Linked DNA regions of Zea mays: region 1 is linked to region 2. The links are chromatin contacts, called in public Hi-C maps. All regions are on one chromosome and are shown on one strand. The core of a region is the stretch at or near the end of the contact, and the rest is flanking DNA. Distances in the headings are between cores, read along the strand shown.

Region 1 (3,315 bases), core at 253-2,752, 210 kb before region 2:
TTTATTCGATTTTATATCCACGTTTGAAAAATATAGGTTATTTTATAACCATCCAAATTTTAATTTGTCTATTTAACTATGTAAATAAAATAATTTTAATAAAATGCTAATTAATTAAAAGTTATCTATATGTCTAGTTTAATTTTAATTCTGTGACAAATTTAAGTTTAATGCAATAAACCTTAAATCCTAAATTTAATTAATCTGGATATGAACAATGATATTACTCAGTATTTTATTCACTTTATAGGTCTTTAGAATTTATTTTTAACCAACTTACTATATATTTTTAAAACCAAATTATTTTAATTTTTATGAAATTATTTTATTATTGTAGTTTTTATCCACGATGTTATATAGCTATATTTTAAGTTTTTAGTATTTTTATAATAATTTTATTATATTAGCAGCGGGCCTAAACGGGCTGGACCGGGTCGGTAAACACGGAAAAAGCGGGCTAAGTGGGCCGGTAAGCATGGTTTAGTGCAAAAAAGCGGGCTCGACGGGTTTAGAGGTCTAGACCAGCCCACCGTGCTTAGTTTCCTGTCAGGACCCGACCCGCATAGAACTAGACCGTGTCGGGCTCGAATCAGGTCCAAACAGCGGGCTTCGTGACAAGCTCACCGGCCTCGTGCTTATTGGCTATCTATAGATGCGGCCGTGTATTCACTATCGGGCATTTTACACGTTGTCATCCCTACTATTGTCAAGTAACGGCAAGTCCATACGGTGCGTGGTAAAGGTAAATCAGTTGAGTACGGTACGCCGGCCTTAGCAGAGCAAATCGGTGGGTGAAAAGGACTCGTACAGGGCAAGGATATTCGTGCTGCTTGCTTGGCTCCGGTGCTGGGACGTACGGCAAGTGTGTGTACTATGATTACGTGGTGAATGTAATCATGCATGGTGCGTAGCTGGTACAGCAATCATGCACACGTACGTACGCACCTTGATGGGCATTAAGATCTGGGAAGCAATATATATGCATGGTACGATTCAAATTCAAATGGGAGAGCTACTAGCAGCTAGGTCGATCTCTCTATACTAGCTAGCTTCCAAACCCTAACTCGACCCATGCCACACCGGCCGGCGGCCGGGCCATACCATGCCATGCATGCATGAGTCGAGCGATCGAGCAAACATACCTCCCAGGGTACGGTGGCCGGCCGGCCGGCCAGCATGCTGATTGCAAAAGGTACCATGATGCATGCTTCAGCCCTCACCACTCACAGTGACAGCCCCACATGCAACGCTCCTGGTACGACCGAACCCCGGGCGGCGCACGTGCAGTGTGCCCTGCAGGCCCATACACCATGATGTGCACACACCATGCGTTGCGTTGCGTTGCGTGGCATGGATGCTACGCACACCACACAGCACAGTGCAGATGCAGGCGCTGCTTTTTGGTTGGTTGGTTGCTTGCTAGCTCCGGCGGCGAGGGGCATGATCATATCATCGCTGATCTGATCATGAAGACGCTCTGCTAGCTTGCTCGTCGAACGTACGCTAAGCGCCGCTCCTGCATCTGCATTGGCTGGCTGGCAGCAACGACGCGCGCATGCCTACTAGCTAGTAGTAGTACTACTTAACAGCTAGCCTTGGCTCCGGCTCCTGCTGTGCCCCGCATCTGCATCTGCCAATCTTCTGTCATGCACGCAGCGCAGTGCTCGTGCTCACTGACCGCCTAAGCTTGGCATCGTGACGAGACGTCCTTGATTGCGAGGTGCATGCAGATCTACCAGATCCTCTCCTCGCCTCCGATCCGCCCTACTGTGTTGCGCTTGCGCCCGTTTTGCAGGTGCACTGGTTATCTCGCGGTGCCCAGCTGTACTCTACAGCTTAGCTAGCTGCCTAGCTCGGATCCGGATTCCGATCCGATCCGATCGTGCATGGAGACGCCTAGCTAGACGATGGGGGCGGTCGGTAATGCGTGGCTGCTGCAGGTCAAGGCGCTGTGCCGCTCACGGGAGTGGTGCCATGGCATGCAGGCTGGTGGTCTCGTCGTCGTCGTGCCCTTCGCGTTTCTGCATGCCGCGCGGCAGGCCGCAGTAGCAAGAGCGAGTGAGAGAGGTGGGTGACTGGGTGGGGAGATCGAAAGCTGATGGAACGATCCCCCGCGCCTGCTGGGCCTGCCTGACAGATTTAGGACTCCGATCGATCTCGCCGGCCCGGCCCCTCCCTCCGTCGCGGGCTCCTCAGCTCGCTGCAGCAGCTATCCGCCACCGGCGAGATCTCCATCTCCATCTCGAGGTGGTTGGTCACTCATGTGGCATGGGCATGGCTCGCTAGCTCTTCTTCCTCCGTCCTTGTGTCTTTTGCATGCCGCTACCTACACTACTACTTGCATCGATCGGTGCGTGCGTGCGTACCCTACATCACCAGGATCATGCTCACGTAGACGACCTTGTCCCATCCGATGGCCGCATCTCGTCCCCTCCCTGCGGCGTCTCATGTGCACGCACCTGCCATGTGTTTGCATGTGTTGAGCTTTTTTTTTTCTTCCTCCTTTTTCCTCACCTCTCCCCCACCTTGGGCTCTGCCGGGGACACCACACCACGTACTCTGACTGTGAACCTCTGAAAGAGGATAAGGCGAGAGATTCCCCTCTGGAGTTGCGATTTTTTCCTCCCCCCTTCACTAGTTCACTTGTCTCTCCCTTTCGATGCGAGGGTAGGGGAGTAATTTTTGGTGTGGAGAGCAGAGCAGAGGCACAGATCACTCCTCCGTTTCGGTCCGCATCCGCATGCATGCTGGTCTTCTTGTTACCAAAAATGCGGTCTTGCACCTGTTGCTGGTCGTCCTCCTCTCATTTCGCGTCTTTTTGGGCTGACGCTGTCCCTTTTCGAACCCTCGAGTCCCCAAACAAATCTCTCTTCCCTCCTCACGCTGCTCCCAAACTGGACTACTTATCTTTTTCATGATTTCTTTTAATTTATAATTAATGGCGAGGAGAGAGAGACACAATGTGTGTGCGCGCGCGTGATTAGAGAGAGGCCTATATTTCATTTCCGACCCGCGGCCACTCGCACGCTTCTGCTTCCGTTTTCCCTCTCTCATTCAAAAACTCGCCACCTCTCTACCTCTAAGTCTCTAACCGCCGTGTGTCCCCTTCCCCTCTCGCTCGGCCAGGCCACCAGCTGCCAGGTCCGGCGGCAATGGGCAAGGCGGCGCGCTGGTTCCGCAGCTTCCTGGGCAAGAAGGACCAGGCAACCACCAAAGGCCAGAGGCGGCAGCAGGACCAGGCTCTGCCTCCTCCGGCCAGCGCCAAGCGCTGGAGCTTCGGCAAGTCGTCGCGGGACTCGGCGGAAGCGGCGGCGG
Region 2 (3,326 bases), core at 61-2,560:
CAAACAGTAGTAAAAGTTGGAGCATATCTACGAACGGTCAGTTTGTATAGAGAACCCAACAAAAAAAAATATTTCTTTTCCACTAGACACTGTTGTTTGTTAAACCCCAAAAAACATTACTGCACAATACCGTCTACTTTTTTTTAGATCGTCAGAGCATCTCTTACAATATCTTAAATCAGGGCCCTATCTTAAAATATAGGGTTATCAATTCATAGAAAACAGTTGTAGTGCTATATTTTATAACTTTTTATCAAAAACATATATAGGGCATTGCAATGAATTGATCCAAATATACTACACCCCAAGCTAGCTAGTGCCCTATCATTCTTTTCTAAATCATTCTCAACATTTTATTTATTAATACTGTAGTTTACTTACTAAAATACATGGTTTAGGGTTTAATTGTTGGAACGCAATTTATTTTTAGTGCTCTAAACACTTAAAATTATGTAGTATTTAAATTTTGAAGTCACGTTGTTGGAATGTTGTCAGCGAATAAAAGTAGGTAGCGCTAAAGAAAACCGTTTCAGTGAGCTCCGTTGCGTACTGTTGTGCTATAGGAAAACTATATATATTGTGGCATTAGATCAGTCTAGTTCGTTCATTCTTATAGCTTATTTCCATATCACTTGGGACGTGCCGTTAATTGATTATATATTAAAGAAGGTACGTACGTACCCGAAGCCGTGGGTGGCATAGTAGGGGAGATTGGAGAGGGACGTCTCGTCGATATCGAAGACCCAGACCTCCTTGCCGTTGCCGCCCAGCTTGAGGCCCTCGGCGTAGGCGATGGCCTCGTCGATGACGACGCGGGAGTCCCGGCGGTAGTGGCCGCCGAGCATGTAGTGGCCGACGTAGCGCTCGCAGCTGGCCGGCACCGTCGTCCAATCGCGCTTGTTGTACGTCTCCACGGCCAGGCGCCAGCTGTCGCACGGCACGCCGGCGCGCCGGCCCAGGTCCCCCGCGGAGCCCAGCAGCGGCCGCAGCGCGTGGATCAGCGGCGCAGCCGCCGATACGACGTAGTCCTCCTGGAGGCGCTCCTTCGCCACCTCGACGGGCGACCGCGCCGTCGGCATCCGGAGGCGGCTCATCAGCGGCCCCCACGCGCTGCCGCCGCTGGAGCTGCCGGCCACGAGGACCATGAGAAGGACGAGCTTGGCCGTGGCCATCGCCATTGTTGCGCTAGCCACGCAATCCGCGTGCTTTGCTCTAGCCTGCCTCTAGTCCTCTACTACCCTGGGACTGGGACTGGGACTGGGACTGGGAGCTTGCACTGGATGACACTCACTCAGTCAGTGCACTGTTTTGCCATTCACAGGCGTGGTCGGGTGAGCTTTATTAATAGAGCGTGCGTGTTTGTCGCGGTAGTATTGAGGGCCCACATGTCATTAGCCCAGCACGCGGACCACGTGGTGTATGGTGAGTTGGTGACTGACGTTGAGGGCAGGTTTGGACGTGCGCGATTGGACGGACGAATGGACGTGCGAGGCCGCCGTGTACCCGTACCCATTATCCGTGACATGCAACAACAACAACAACAAAAAGTCCAACGGTATATACAATTGGTGTCTTGATTTGTGTCTTCGAGTGTATTTAGGGGGTAAGTATAAAAAAACTAAGACATGTATCTTAATAAAGACACAATATCTTAGCTCTATGTTCGAGATAAAAAACTAGCTGATTGGTCACTTTAATTTCTTGAATGCTCTGATTGTTACAGTGAATATGGTAAGACACATGTTTTAGACATGCCCTATGCCCACTGTATTATGTTGTGTTTTAGTTGTGTCTTATACTTGTAGTACCGTGCAACAGTGTCTAGGTTGTACATGCCCTAATAATGCAAGGCTACTATCTGCCTTCGCACGCCCACCGAGAAGACACTGACTTTGCCTTTGTGTTTTACTATAATAACAACACATCAGAGAGAGAGAGATCACGTACGTTCGCTGATACACACATGATATCTCTATGAATGAGACCAGGGTTGAATATAATGTCTTAGCCTTCATTAATTATTAATTGGAGTGCCCACGAGCACGACCACGAGGGAAATATAGGAACACAAGAAGTGGACAGGTATCCAAATTTGTCATCTAAAATGCTTTTTGTTATTGGTGCAATGTTTGATGTTCATTTCCAGTTAGTAGTTAGTTGATTATTGATCAACTCGGCTACTATATTAATTCATGATGGGATATATAGACGATGAAAAACCAGTTTTACTTTCGCGACGAGCTCGCCTCCTTGCCACTTTCCCTTCTTGAATTTTACGGCATCAATTATTCTCTTGACTGCTGCAATCTAGTTCGCCATCTATCTATTCTATTCTATGTGTATATATATATATATTAATAGCGGGAGCAAATCTGAGCTTTTAGAGTATCCACGTCTTCCTCTTATTTTTCAGCCATCAGATCACAATTGAACGGCCACCGACCGGATCCTAGCCCGTCGTGTAGCGTCCATCGGCCCGACGTCTATCCAAACACGCGAATATTCTATAGAAATTACATGCCAGCGGCATCTGCATCCTCTCTCTTCTCCTCAGCACACCGGACGATGTCGCAGTCCATGGCGCTGTCCGTGCCCCCCGGCCCCCAGGGCCTACTGCCCCTGTCGGCATCCTCGCTCGCTCCGCCCGCATGGGTAGACGACCTCCTTGCACTCACGCTCGCTGAGGGGCAGGGGCACTCGCCGGCTCCAGCGAGGGCTATGCCGTCGCCATCCACCTCGACGCCGGTGTCGCGCTCCTCGACACCTGCAACGCCATCGTCGCGCGCCTCCACCGCCTTCACAGGCGCAGCCTCCTCGCGTGCCTCGCGCGGTCATCTCATTTGCCGGTAGGAATCACAAGTCTGTAACCAAATTTATGTGTGCGAGCATGCCTCGTCGTCTTCATCATTCATCTCTTCTGCGGTTCTGCCCAATACGTGCTCAGACTTGGAACCAGGCTAGACATTCTTCCCCTCTTTCTTATTCGTACTCAACACACTTAATACTGAGCATATTAGGTTGATCCCAACAATTCCTCCTCTCCATATTAGGCCTTATCTAATCTTCTAATTTAAAGGGTCCCGTTTCGTCACAAATGCAGTCTCACAACGTGCTCAACCACAAGATCACATCTACTGCCTGACTGCCACATAATTTAGTTTTTCTTATGCTGAGAACGTATAACCGATGCACAAAAAAATACATGTGGATTATATATACATATACCGCATAACAATTATGCATACTCCAAACTGCTCCCTCGGCCCTAAAAAGGATGGATCTACAGAGCAGTGTTGAGGCAAGCGATTTGAAGTCGGACTAAGTCT

The links. A called contact is a pair of places that touch in the nucleus more often than the background predicts.
Region 1: a contact with region 2 is called in a Hi-C map of tassel, with 1.9 times the contacts expected there. The contact joins the promoter of LOC103630108 here to the promoter of LOC100284565 in region 2. A contact is called at or near these places in 3 of 25 Hi-C or Micro-C datasets (bundle sheath, ear and tassel).

Annotation. Positions count from the first base shown.
Region 1 is chr6:140,868,111-140,871,425 of Zm-B73-REFERENCE-NAM-5.0, reverse strand. It overlaps LOC103630108 (protein IQ-DOMAIN 14), which reads left to right and starts at 1,502. Exons shown (of 4, transcript XM_008651198.3): 1 at 1,502-1,720; 2 at 3,127-3,315. The coding sequence starts at 3,153.
Region 2 is chr6:140,660,902-140,664,227 of Zm-B73-REFERENCE-NAM-5.0, reverse strand. LOC100284565 reads right to left here and starts at 1,310. Exons shown (of 2, transcript NM_001370657.1): 1 at 682-1,310. The coding sequence starts at 1,178.